Regions from separate parts of the Danio rerio genome. Here region 1 is linked to region 2. A link is a contact called in public HiCAR-type data. All regions are on one chromosome and are shown on one strand. The core of a region is the stretch at or near the end of the contact, and the rest is flanking DNA. Distances in the headings are between cores, read along the strand shown.

The links. HiCAR-type assays count read pairs that join an accessible place to other places.
Region 1: a HiCAR-type map of caudal fin shows a contact between it and region 2, with 6 times the contacts expected there. The contact joins two enhancer-like sites. A contact is called at or near these places in 3 of 18 Hi-C or Micro-C datasets (embryo and hematopoietic stem cells) and 1 of 4 datasets of contacts at active chromatin or transcription factors (caudal fin).

What each region holds. Positions count from the first base shown.
Region 1 is chr2:37,077,956-37,084,755 of GRCz12tu, forward strand. No RefSeq gene overlaps it. Among named protein-coding and RNA genes, the nearest start is that of klhl20, 3.8 kb to the right of the region's middle. Within about 2 kb of position 1,821, at least 23 of the 62 cell types and tissues checked have an H3K27ac peak or open chromatin away from gene starts, as enhancers often do.
Region 2 is chr2:36,918,659-36,926,357 of GRCz12tu, forward strand. It overlaps kif2c (kinesin family member 2C), which reads left to right. Exons shown (of 21, transcript NM_001114593.1): 19 at 24-98; 20 at 338-431; 21 at 3,896-4,159. The coding sequence ends at 3,960. Among named protein-coding and RNA genes, the nearest start is that of kif2c, 23 kb to the left of the region's middle. Within about 2 kb of position 4,578, at least 5 of the 62 cell types and tissues checked have an H3K27ac peak or open chromatin away from gene starts, as enhancers often do.

The sequences.
Region 1 (6,800 bases), core at 571-3,070, 160 kb after region 2:
AAATTTTCAGCATCAGAATGCACTTTTTTTGTGAACAATTGTTTTTATTATTTCAGTTTTTGTTTAATATAGAAAGCATTCAGCATATGACTATATCATAAAACAACCCAAAATCCCCACCCCTACCCAGATAGACTAGTTCTATAATAACAGAAGCTAAAAGATTGCTGTGTAAAAAAAAAAGATTAATTTTAAGCCAAATACAAAGTAGTAGTTAGATAAGGATAAATAAATAAATATTACATCATGAGATACATAAAGTATATATAAACAAAAAAGCTGTACATTAGAAGGTAGAAACAAAAGATTTGACAATATCAAAAGCTAAAATCCAGGACTTTCAACAGCTCCATGTATGCGCCCTGTTGAAAGTTCCATACAATTAATGTCCAGCAAAGACAGGCCCCATTGACATCTCATAATATGAGGAGGGATCCAGCGGCAGACCAACATTTTCTTAGCAGTTGTGAAGGCAGCTAAGAGTAAGTTCTTTTGTTGCATTAAAAGTGACATGTAAGAAAAATTGAAAAAGCATACTAGAGTTCTACATCTTTTCCTAACAATAATAAAACCAGTATGCACTTTTCAGTGTCACATGATCTTTCATTTTAAAAATGCTGATCTTTAGTTCATCTTATTCTGCCACATTTCTTCGGTGTTCCTTGCTTAATTAAATTCAAAAGAACAGCAAGTTTATGTGTAATGTTTGTCACTTTTATTAAATTAAATGCATCTTTATAAAAATAATTAAATAAATTTATTTATTAATTAAAATATATTAAATTAATGATGACAATGATAATAAAACAATACAATTTATATATATATATATATATATATATATATGTATATATATATATATATATATATATGGCGGTTGGTGGTTCATTCTGCTGTGGTGACCCCTGATTAATAAAAAGTACTGAGCTGAAAAGAAAATGAATGATTGAAATATCAATTAAATAGTAAAATTTTAAATTAAATTAATGAATAAATGAGAATTATATTCAATCATTTATTTTCCTTCGGCTTAGTCTCTTTATTCATCAGCGGTCGCCACAGCAGAATGAATCGCCAATTTATCAAACATATGTTTTACGCAACAGATGCCCTTGCAGCTGCAACCCAGTAGCCTAAAGGAAACATCCATACCCACTCATTCACACACACACACACACACACACACACACACACACACACACACACACACACACACACACACACACACACACACACACACACACACACACACACACACACACACACACAGGTCCAATTGAGGTAACCCAGTTCACCTGTACAGCATGTCTTTGGACTCTTGAGGAAATCTTCCCATCCGAACCAGCGATCTTCTTGCTGTGAGGCAACAGTGCTAACCACTGAGCCATTGTGTCGCCGATCATTAATTATGATATTTCTTTAATTAAATTAATATAATATTATATCAGTTATATCACACTTATTGCTGCTTTTTCAAACTAATTTAAAATGAGCTGAATCAACACTATTGATGAGTTTTTGAGGACAACTTTGTTTTTTTTATGTTCAATGCACACAATTTTGTAAAAACAATTAGGTTAGCTTAACTGATTTGTGTTGGGACAACATCTAGGAATTGTGTGAAATTCAGCAAATTTTTGTTTTAGTGTATATATATTGTTTTTACAAAATTATTACCACAATTTCTATAGTTTTTACACCACCCAACATAGTATACAGTGAAACAACCTGGTAAGACTACATCCTTAGCCTAATTGTAACTGGGGTCCTGCGTTTCCTCAAGAGTGGCCCTCCAGTCAGGTCCAGTGGCCCCTCCCCCACCCAAACCTCCTCCTCCTTCTCCTCGTCCCGCTCACCCTCATGCTCTTTTCTCCTGGTTGCCTGGGCAATGCCTAACAAAGCCATCATTTCACCAATTTCCACAGAAACAGGTGCTGGCACAATGGCCGCTTCCTTCTGCACTGAAAGAGAAGGTTAGTGAGGTTCATGGGAACTCGGGCGGACAATCTCAGGGCTGTCCAAGTGTCGTCCTTAGGCTCTGACATAAAAGAAGGCTAATTTGTTGTCGCTGTTTTCCCAGGAGGGGGGGAAAGGAGGGAGGGGGACACATTTTTTGGGGAGAAACAGACCCTGTGATATCAATCTCAGAGCGGCCGGGAGCACTGTTTCTGATGTGCTTGACATCCAGTGTTTTGCCCATGTAGAGTGACACATGTTTTATGTGTGCGGTTGTTGGACAAAACAGCGTGGACAAAAGCTGAAGTGATGTCACTGCTGTGATTGGTTTCACTGCTTGTTTGATCCACCCAGGTTCGCGCATCGTTTCTGGTTTCTTCACTCCTCAGGATTGAAATACAGCAGTTAGAATCTGGCGTCTGGATATTTAAGCTATAGGGGATGAAGACTATTGCATCATCCTAAATGATGTTATGAAGCTGCACAAAGCATTCCAGATATCCTGTATTGAAATCAATTGTGTTATTGTAAGTTGCATATTATTGTATATCATATTCTTATCATAATATCACATCATAAATATCATAATGTGTATGTTCAAAAGCCTTTATAATTAACTTTAACATATTTTTATGTTATTTATATTGTAGAAGTTATTAATATATTGAATTAGCAATATTCTTTTTAAAATTTTACTTTAAAAATATTTACTGTAAGTTGTAATAATTTCTTTTACATGAATTTGATTAATATTTAAACATTGATATTGCTGAAATAAACTAATTGCATAATGTATTTTATTATAATATTATAATATTATATTGTATATTCTATTCTATTATACATTATTACATTTCAAAGTTCAGACACAGCAGCAAGATCTCTGGTCGTTTATGGTATTTGCGCAGTTCAGGCTGATTAATCAGTGTCTATTGAGAAGGTCTTGTTTACCTCTATTAGTGGTGTTGTTTCCCCCCACATCAGGCTCCGAAAGCACTGCCTCCTATGGTTCAACTTGGGGGCCACCAATGCACAAAGTAAAACACTCTACAAAAGATATAATAAAACATGCCAGTGAACAGAAACAGGGGAGAGAAAGAGAGAGACTGCAGGAGAGGGGAGGGGGAGAAGCTGTGAGAGGGAGAGAGAAACACTTGTAAACCTGTCTGAAAGCATTCCAATAAACAGTCGAGGAATGTAGACTCATAGAATGTCTTTGTCAGTAAAATACACACCTTAAAGACAGACAGACATGCGCAGCAAACAGTGTATTCTCCAAAAAACTAACAGATACAGTTGAAGTCAGAATTATTAACCTCCCTGAATTATTCGCCCATTTTTCCCCAATTTATGTTTAACGGAGAGAAGATTTTTTTTCCAACACATTTCTAAACAGAATAGTTTTAATAACTCATTTCTAACAACTGATTTATTTTATCTTTGCTATGATGACAGTTAATAATATTTGACTAGATATTTTTCAAGATTTCTATACAGCTTAAAGTGACATTTAAAGGCTTAACTAGGTTCATCAGGTTAACTAGGCAGGTTAGGGTAATTAGACAAGTTATTGTATAACGATGGTTTGTTCTGTAGACTATCAAATAAAAAAATTGCTTAAAGGGGCTAATAATTTTGTCCTTAAAATGGTTTTTAAAAAATTGAAGACTGCTTTTATTTTTGCCGAAATAAAATAAAAAAGACTTTCTCCATAAAAAAAAATATTATCAGACATACTGTGGAAATGTCCTTGCTCCGTTAAATATAATTTGGGAAATATTTAAAAAGAAAAAAAAAGTTTAAAGGGGGGCTAATAATTCTGTTCATTGACTTCATTCCGCTGCAGGCGATTTCAGAATAATAAAGAGACTAAGCCAAAAACAAAATGAATGAATGAATGAAAATCAATTTTAAAATGAATAACATTACCGTAAAACACAAAGAATCAAAGGTCTTGTCACATAATCAGTGAAATAGAAAACATAAAATCTCTACCAGTTCAGTTGTGTTGGCACATGATTTAATTTCTTGACTTTTACTTGTATTTTGTAATATTACATTTTCTATAATTAATATCTTATTTACTACACTTTAAATTAAAATGTGAGTTCGTTGTCCTTGCAGTTGTTTGTACAGCTAATAGGCTAGTGGTAATCAGTGTTGGGAAAAGTTACTTTTGAAAGTAATGCATGACAATACTGAGTTACTCCCCAAAAAAAGTTACCAATTGCGTTCCTTAGTTACTTTTGATGGAAAGTAATGCGTTACAATACTATTTTTAGGGGTTTTAGTCTTCAGTATGAAACAGGACAGTGGAGATTTCAGACAGAAATGTTGCACACTTTTTATCAAATTCATTTAACAATGGGAGATCAGGTTGCATGTGATGTAGCTTTACTCCACTTAATTATCCAATATGTCTGAAATATCCTGAAGCAGCAGTACTGTTTTGTATTGCCGCATGAGATTCCCACTTTTTAAAAAAAATATATAAATATGTAACATTAGTGCACAGTAGTACCTCGCAAGTAACTTTTATAATGCATGTGCCTGTAAGAAAACAGAAAACATTGCAAACAATTGGAAATCCAGCGACCGCAATAATCAAACCCTTGGGAACAACTGTGATCGGACCCAAAGTTCACAGTGACTGTGTTGTCTGGACTCCTCTCAAGCAGTGGACTTCTTCATTCTGATTGCTCGCCACCAAACCAAGTCATAGCTCGTTACCATAAAGTTGACTTTCAACTCTCATTGAAGACGCGCCACGTTAATCTTTGCCGCCGGCTCTCATTAAAAATGAATGACTTCCGGCTACTTTGATGCTCTCGCCACTTTCAGTGTGAACGTACAGAGAGGGGAAGGATCAGCAAAGGACCTTAAATCGGGAATTGAACTCGGGTCACCATGGTGCTATATGTCAGCATACTTTACCACTAGACTATTGGCACCAACACATTACTTGATTTTTAGTTACTTTTTCATACCTGCCTGAGGCTTGATCTCTTTCAGAACTTGCAAGGTATTTTTTTTCTTTCTTTTTTTAATATTGAGGAGCTCTGCACCTTCTGAGAACATCCTGATGCTATACATGCCGTATATAAAAATTAATGAAAGTTGAAAGTAATGTGTTTGCTACTTTGGTAATTTTGTCATATTAGTTCAGTAAAATCACTGTCCAGTGAGACAATGCCCTTTTCTTTCTTGTGTTTAAAATAATGAGAATATTCTATCACAGAAATGTATGGCTTCTATCTTGGTTTCTGTCTGTTTCTGCGGGGAGCTCATTCTCTTATTGAGTGTGATTCAATATAATTACTCTAATTTTAATGTACCAAATAATTTTTTAAAAGCAATCTAATAATCTAAAAAGTAACTGGAGTTACACTGGTGGTAACCCCAAACACTTGGGGTAATATGCATGACAATGTTTTTAAAAATTTTTATTTATAGGAATATAGATTTTTTGTTTTGTTTTCTTCTGTGTCTTTTTCTCACAACCCAAAGCACCACAAAGAAAGTAAAATATCATCTTTGTTCCTTTTGTGGAATAATCGATGAGTCTGTCGATCATCTTTTTTGGGAATGTGCCCATCTTTAGAAAGAATTCAGTTTATGTATATGTGTATCTCTTTTAGATAATTTTTCTTTGTCATACAAGGATGTTTTATTTGTTTTTTATCATATTGATAAAGTTAAAGATAAATATTTTCTAATAAATCTATTTTACTAGCAACATTTCTATACAAAAATGCAAATGTTTGTCTGTAAAGGCCTTTTTTTCTTATTTTTTGTAAAGATTTGAAATATTATTTGAATACATTCTCTACCTCCAGCAATGTTAAAGCTTTAAAATCAATAACACTATGTGAATCTTACAGTATTGTCTCTTTTCTTTAAAACCCAGCGGACAGTTTTGTATGTGACCTTTTAAACAACTGTGACCTTGCCTTAAGATAGATTTAAAGTGATTTTTGTTATTCATATTTCCCCTGGCATACTCTTTTGTTTCTCTTTTTGTTTTGTTCCATTGTCTACCTTTGTTGTTATAGGATTTGCACCTTTTCTGTAGGTTTTTGTATTCTTCTGTAGGTTTTGCATTCTAGGTTTTGGAACGTTACAATAAAAAAAACAAATAAATAAATGAAATAAATTAATAAAATATAAAAACGACATAAATCAAGTCAAAAACCTTCATCAATGGTAACAACATGGTAAGCATGAATCAAAATCGCAGCGTTTAAGATCTGATTTCTTAAAAAAACAGCGATCATCACTGCCTGTAGCTGAGATACAGTATGATATAAAGTGGGTATCAGATCAAACAAGAAGCACTGCATTAAATTATGTCGTTCTGCAACATGTCTTCAAAATATGGAAATTAATTTTACCCCAGTGTTTTCAATAAAGTTTCTGCGCTAGCCTGTTGCTAATGACAGTGTCTGTGTTCAAACAGTCTTTAGTTTTTTTCTTAGGCTTTAACAATCAAATGGATGCTTAAGTCTATTTAACTGATTATATTTGAATTACATTACATTATTGATGCTGGAAAAGGAACCTTATGAAATTGAAAATATTCAGATAAACCTTTCACCAGAGGTTCAGAAAAACACTAGCTGTGCATATAGCCCATTTTGAAGAGGAGGTTTTGACCTAGTGTGGGAGCACATTGAACATTTTTCTTTCAATATTTTTTTATTATTTTATTTATTCATGATGATTTAAATAAACCTTTGCTCAGAAGCATAATCAATTAAACACTAAATGTGAATCAATGTGTCAGGTTATAATTTTATCTGATGATAATTTGAGGTCAAAGCATTTTTTCCCCCCATTTTGTAGCT
Region 2 (7,699 bases), core at 3,328-5,827:
GATAAAATGTGATGTTTTTTTAGGAGACTGTCCTGCCAGAGTTTGAGGCTATATCCCGAGTGTCTGAGATGGAAGAGAGGTTTTATGAAGAATTGAAGGTTTGTAGCTTTTTGATTTGAACAGGTGTGTTTACACAACAAACCTCAAGACAGAGTGGGGCGGCGTTGTTTTAAAACTCTCTATCACTCAAAAAGCTCCTCATAGCAAGGAAGTTACAAAACATAGCTTTGTTGTTTGTTTACCCTTGAATGCGTTTATCCAGGCATGCATTTCAACAGCTTCAAGTCAGAGGGATTAGAGGATTTGTGTTTATTTTCTTTTATCCTTCTTTTTTCAGGGTTGCAGTGAGGTTGCCAAATCTATGGAGCTTCCATCGTTTGACATAGTAGCAAATTTATCAAACATTGACTCATTCATGAGGAAGCTGCAAGGTACTACATTTTTGTTCATAAATGGACATGGGTCAAAGATTAATATTTCATATGTGTATTTTAATGTATAAAATGTTATACCTTTGTTATACTTTATACATATTTTTATTTTTTTTATTTATTTATTTATTTTTTGCATATACAGTTATACATTTATATTATGATTTACAGATATACAAAAATAATATTATTAATATATTTATTTATTTATTTATTTATATATTTTGGGGGGGCATTTAGAAAGTCTAATTGGTAAAAACTGCACAAAAGCCTCACATCAATCTTAATGGGTGGATCAGCCAATCAAAAAGTCAGCAACGGCAAAGCTCCAGAAAAAAAAAAATTTTAATTTAAAAAGACTACCACAAAGCGTGTAATGTTTTGAGCACAGGTTCTTCATCAGACAGTCTTCATCACAGCATGTTGCTCTTTTTATACACTTCTGGATCACACAATCTCATGTTATCTCACAAATTTTTTTTTTTTTTTTTTAAATATACGTTACAGGGTGTCCGCGGGATCTTAGAAATTGTTAAAGCTTGATTAAAGATTAAATCAATTCAGAGAAATTTAAGGTCCTTAAAGTATTAAAGTCTTAAATGCTTTTTTGCAAGGTATTGATTTTTATATAATTTTTAATTGTTCAGTGTATGGTTGCATGCTAAAGTGAATTAAATCTGCGAATATCAGGATGCTGTGTAGTTTATGAAAGCAATAAAATCCTGCTAGATTTGACCTTGTGCTGTTTTGTTTACTGCAGTAACCAAGTCGACACCACTATTTCTGCAGTTCTATAGGCACCAACCTACTAAATTAGCTCGATTTAATAGATTTTTATTCAGTAAATGAATGTTTAAGCTTTGGTACATTAATATTTAGTAAATATACTGTAAGTTAAAATCTCGCCAGTTTTTCCGGTTGAAACCTAAAGTAGTTATTAGGTTTTAAAATGGTCAGCACTAATAGCCTAGTGCACAGGTGTCAAACTCGGTTCCAAAAGGGCTGCAGCTCTGCACAGTTTAGTTCCAACCCTAATTAAACACACCTGATCAAACTAATTGAGTCCTTCAGGCTTGTTTGAAACCTACAGGTAAGTGTGTCGGAGCAGGGTTGGAACTAAACTGTGCAGGGCTTCGGCCCTCCAGGAATTGAGTTTGACACCCCTGGCCTAGTGGTTAAGCACGCTGACATATTGAGTTCGATTCCCGTCTCCAGGTATTTTGCTGACCCTTCTCCTGTCTCTGCTCCCAATACTTTCCTTTCTGTAACCTCCGCTATCCTTTCTCAATTAAAGGTGAAAACTATAAAAAATATAATAAGGTCTTAATGTAAAAAGGTGTTGAATTTCACTCATTGTACATATTCAAAACTAAAACAGTAAATGAAAATACAGTGTCAAATTTTTCTCATTTAAAAAAAGGTATAATCACAAAAACTCTTATTTCATGTGATCAGTTTATTAGACTTTTATATTCCCTTCCATACTTTTGAATGTGTATATGAATACTCAACAAAAATGTATGTTATGATGTCCCCAGAGCATGCGCTGGTACATCTTTCAGCCTGGTTAGAACAATGCTGTTTACAGTTAAACATTACTAAAACAGTGTGTATTTTCTAAGAATGATAGGTTAAGTTTAGTACCAGATGTATTTGTATCAGGGAAAAGATTACAAGTTGTATCTGAGTACAAGTACATTGGTGTTTTGGTAGATTCAAAACTATCATTCAGGTCACAGGTTAAAAAGGTATGTTGCCGGATAAGATTCAGTTTTGCAAATTTTAGATTTATTTATTATGTGAGGTTGCCCTAATCTATTTACACTCAATGATCATTTCTCATATCACTTATTGTTTCACCACTTGGTCCCAAGCTAGCATTACTAATTTAAAGCCACTTGAATCATAGTAAAAATCTTTAAAAACCCTTGATAAGAAATCAATTCAATTTTACCATTATTCAATATTAAAGAAATACAACTTGCTTAGTTGGTGAAAACCTAATTAAATATGCACATGTTTACTGTTTAAGACTTTACATAATCTGACTTTACCACTAAATCAAGGAAAGTTAGAACTCCTCACTGAACTACTAGGGGTGGTGAAAGAGAGGATTGTATTATTCCCCCAAAAAAGTTAATTCAGTTTGTCTGTGATTTCAGTGAAAGCTGCTTGGGATTGGAATTCAATCCAATCAACTAGGGTTGTCGATACGATACCCAAAAATGTTTCGATACTATACCAGCTGAAGTATAGTGATACCAAATAGTATTGCGATACTGTAACTTAAATCTATTAAATAAAGAAAATTGTCAGAAATACTATATTTTAAAATGTTAAATAGGCCTACTTAAATTGATTTCATAATTCCTATATTAATGAAAAATGTCACTTTATCTAAAAAGTATTAGTTTATTTTGTTTATTTTGTAGATAACTGACCAGCAAAATACACATTCAAATAAAGATACAAATTATAGCAAATTAAATTAGTTAAAGCATTTCTCCCAAAAAAATAAAAAATAGGCTATGTGAAGTAGTCAAATGTTTTTCAACGTTTCCTGTTGCTATTTTGGGGTTTTTCAAAAGTCATTTAAAATTTCACTTTGAGTCGTTCTTTTTAAAAGTTTGTTGCGGTTGTTGTAGCTACTAAACCATATTGACAGGAAAAAATTTTACTGATTTCAGATTTGAACTGAAGCGTCAGAAAATGTGCAATAGGCTACCAAAAAAGGTGTGAATTCTACAGTTTTGCAACCTTAAAGGGCTCCAGAGACTATAAAAAAATAGTTTGTTTCACAAACGTGCAAGCATTTTAGTGACTTTTCCATGTGCAACGTTAGGTATAGACTGTGGATGACGATATTACTGTTTACAAACTACAGTGGCACCATTAGTATTTTGGAGCCATAATGTCATGATACTACCATAGTACTGGTAAACCGTGCAATCCTACCACCAACAATTAGAAGATCACTTACTTTTCGGTCTTTTCAGTTTCATGTTAAAAATTGGTCATTGACAAATCAGCATTGTCAGCATTAGTACTGTATTTTTGACACTTATTTATACTGTTTGTCTTTGGCTTTTTTTGTCCCCTTCTGCTGCCATCAATCAGTTTTAGTTTTGCTTTTTTTATTGTATTTTATATTTGATAGTATTCTACTGTGCTTCTATTTTAGGTGTGACTTTTTAATATTCTGTAAGGGGTCCACAGATGAAAAATGTCTATTAATTTGCATTGACCCTGTAAACAAATAAACTAAACTTAATCCAGCATGTGTAACACCATATAGTTACCTTAACATCATTCTATTCTATCCTTCTACACTTTTGGTTTATATAATAACTTGTTTGAGTTTCAACACACGTCGCAATGACACAAACTGTGTGATTTGAGAGGGTGTTGAGAAAAGCTGGCCATTTCCTGCTGAGCATTGAAATTGTTTTTTCTTCTTGTTATAGAGTCTTACCAGGCTTTGAGATCAGCTATTGAAGCAGAACAGAGGGTCAGAATGTCACCAAACTAATCTAAGATGAGATTCAGCGGCAACGATACCTCTCACAAAAGCTAATGAAACTTCAATTTCGTTCCTTTAATAATCCTATTTACTATCTGGCTACAAGAGATATCAAAAGATGTTTGTTTGTTTTTTGTACTGTTTGTCCGTTTTAATTGTTTTTGTGTACTGAATAAAGGAGCCTTCATTTTGGATCTTTTGTAAGTCACATTTTGAACGTTGTGTCCTGGTTTTTTCAAAGCCGTCTTCATCAACTCTCCCAGTTCACCTATTTGCATTTGGATTCATTTCAAGTCTCACCTTGATATAGAAAAAAATTCATTTTTATCATGATGATGCCAAAATGAAAGATGGTTCGAGTACTGCCTCATACCACCCACCCTTCCCATCACCCCCCGCACCAGCCTTGACCTCCAAACCGCTTCTATATACAAGCCACAACCAGTGTATACACTTGCCCTGCGAGCACAAGCTGACACATGACAAATCAAAGGCCTAATAAACAGTTCACACTGAACAGTTTACCTCAAAGGATGAAAATAAACTAAATCGGCCTGTGAGTGGGTGGCCCTACATCTCTGTGTGAGGCCTGGAAGCTCAACTGCTTCCTCTGAGCTTGTTGGGTGGCATTTCCCACCCCCCACCCCTCCCAAACTATTTACCCGTGCTTTGGAAATGCATAGCTGTGCTACATATATTCCGCTAAAATAAGGAATGTAAGATGAATGTGTCTTGTTCAAGCACCATGTTTGATGTACATATACTTGTGTGTACTACTTTTACAATATGCGTTCAAGACTTCATTGTTTACTGCTTGATTAATAAATAACTGTCATTCTGTAAATCTAGTTTTAAGTGTACTTGCTATTTAGCTTTTTTTGTTTATGTATGCCTTTGTTGCAAAATGTGTTCTGTGGAAAATGTTCTGAATGTTTAGTTGAGAGAAAATGTATCAACCTTTGGTTGTACTGCTTCATTGCTTTAAAAATTACTTTAAAAAGTTATTGGAATATAAACATTTAAACAGATTCACGTTCAGTCTGTTAAGTTTATTTTTAATAGTTTTTTTATTATTTAACTAATTTTTAGGCCTGAAAATGTCCTAAATCCACTGGTATGTTGTGTTGTAGGTTTAAAAGAAATTTAACAGGTTTCAATTGTCCTTTGTTCATGAGCTACCCAATTTGGCTATTAACACCCATACAATCACCAACAATCCATCTTAATAACACTTCTAACTTTTTATTTAAAAACAGTCTTTAGTTACTTTTCTTGCAGTTAAAAAGTTCTCACTTTATTTACTGCTGAGGAAACTGACCTGACCTGTATATTGTTTATTATTAAATTATTATTACTGAAGTAATTGACAGCTATGTGTTTTGTTCTATTCTTGGTAAGGGTTATAGGGTTTGTGAATGGATATATTTGAAAATTAATTAAAAAAAATATTCAAACTAAATTATTATTGTATTATTAAATATATCAAATTTTAATCATTTTTGATAAAAAATACTTAAAATTTAGCCTGTATAAATTAAACATTTCATTCATAATTGTCTTTAAAATGTCTTAAATTTAACTTGATGAAACCTGCAGATACCCTGAATTTTGTTTATAATGTATTTCATATGAAAAACATTCACTGGTATGAGAGAAATACTGAGGAAAAAATAGAATTCCACTAAAAATTTCAAAGTTTTTCTGAATTTACAATTTATGGTTGTGTAAAAGTATTTTTAGTTTTCTTCTGTAAGCTATTGATGAGATTTTTTGCATGTTTAAAAAATGTTTCGTCATCCAGAGCATGTTTGCAATGAAGTGACAAAAAGGCACCATGTTTTCAGACGTTCACTTTTAGACAAAACAATACCAATGTTTTCCTACAGAAAGTTAGGAAAGCAGCATTTGGTGAAATAACTGCACAGCAAATAAAATTAAAATTAAAACATTTGTTACTTTGAACAACTGTCATTCTCTAAAAAAAAAAAAAAAGATCAAATTAAAAAATATATTTTTATACATCTGAAGGAAATGTTTTCTGACCTTAGGATAAAGCAAATATTACTCAAGCATATACTTAGTAAATTCAGTACATACAGAAATTGGGAATTTTCTCTGGGTCTCCTGGGTTTTTTTCAGAGCACATTCGTTAAGTTAATGCTTTTTATAATGAATATACATAATGAATTGTTTTGTCATGACCCTGCATAGTCATGTTTTCATTGTAAGTTTCTGTCATGATGTTACAGTAAATCACACTGATGTTTTTCTTATTTTTTGTTTAGTTGATCTCTTTGATCGGATCTATTTGATTTCTATTGGAAAAAAAGAAACTTTGCAGTGAAACAAAAATTGATTTTTTAAAATTGATTATCATTCATAACCTAAAGGAACAATCCACCCAAAAATTAAATGTTAAATTATTTCCTCACCCTCATGGAATTTTAGGCCTTTACACTTTTTCACCCTCATGGAACATAAATGCCTTTATCCATATTCACAAGTTGTTTTGCTGATAATTGTACCCTGTAGTGAGCTGTTAACCTCAGAAGCACTTAGGCATGATCACTGAGTCGGTGAGTTGAAGCCAGTTGATCCCTTTTACAAATTGCCTGATTTGTTCACAACTCACTGACTCTGTAACTGTGGTCACAGAAACACTAAGATTAACAGGGACTTTCAGCAAACAGCCGCTGATGAAATGCCAAGCGTTAATTAAAGAAAGTTTTACGCAGATAACGAGTTTTTTCTTGCAGAAACTGTTGTTTGTTGTGATCTATTGAATACAAATGTCTCCTGCTACCGAAAGCAAAATGAATGCCTTGACTCCTGATAATGCTCTGAGGTTTATTGAAGTGAAATGATTAGTCTGTGCAAGTTAACATTATTTATAAGATGCTTACCTTTAATCCAAAGCCTAGGCAAGCAGTTCAAGCACATATGACAGTTTGGAACGTGAGTGCAGATGCAAATAAGCATATTTATATGAATTTACTGAACACTGAAGTGATGATGCTACATATTCATCATCTTTGAAATCACAGGAATAACTCCATGTATAGACACAGTTGAAGTCAAAGTTATTAGTCCCATGTGTGAATTTTTTTTCACAGTATTACTATAATATTTTATATACTTTCCAAAGAAAGTCTTATTTTGAATGTTTTTATGACAAAGATAAAAGAAAACAGTTATTAGAAATGAGCTATTAAGACTATTATATTTAGAAATGAGTTGAAAAAAATCTATCCATTAACCAAGAATCCAAGAGTTCACACTTAGCTAAAGATTGATTTTAAAGCGTGTTTGGCATGCTGTCACAGGAGAGAGCCCTAGGCTCGAGGATCTTATGATCTCCCTTCTTTTGCAGGCCGAAAGGGGAGTTTGAGCTCAGGTAGAACTAGAGAACTCCCCTGATGCAGTAGCTAATGAACAGGATTGCTCTTAAGACATAACTACATTCTAGGAGCATGTCTATGGTGCTGATTTGGTTTAGTCAATTAGCTTAAGTTGCATGTTTTTGGACTGTGGGAGGAACCCCCGCACAAGGAGAAAGTGTAAACTCCACACAGAAAAGTCGGCTGGCTTTGTAAGTACTAGAACCTGTGACGTTGTTGCTGTGAGGCAACAATGCTAACCACTGGGCCACCGTGCCACCCATCTAGGAAATGAGGAGGAGTTGGGGTGGAAGGGGGGATTCTTCAAAAGCGAAGATGGCTGTTATATGGAACTTAGGGTATTTATAGTG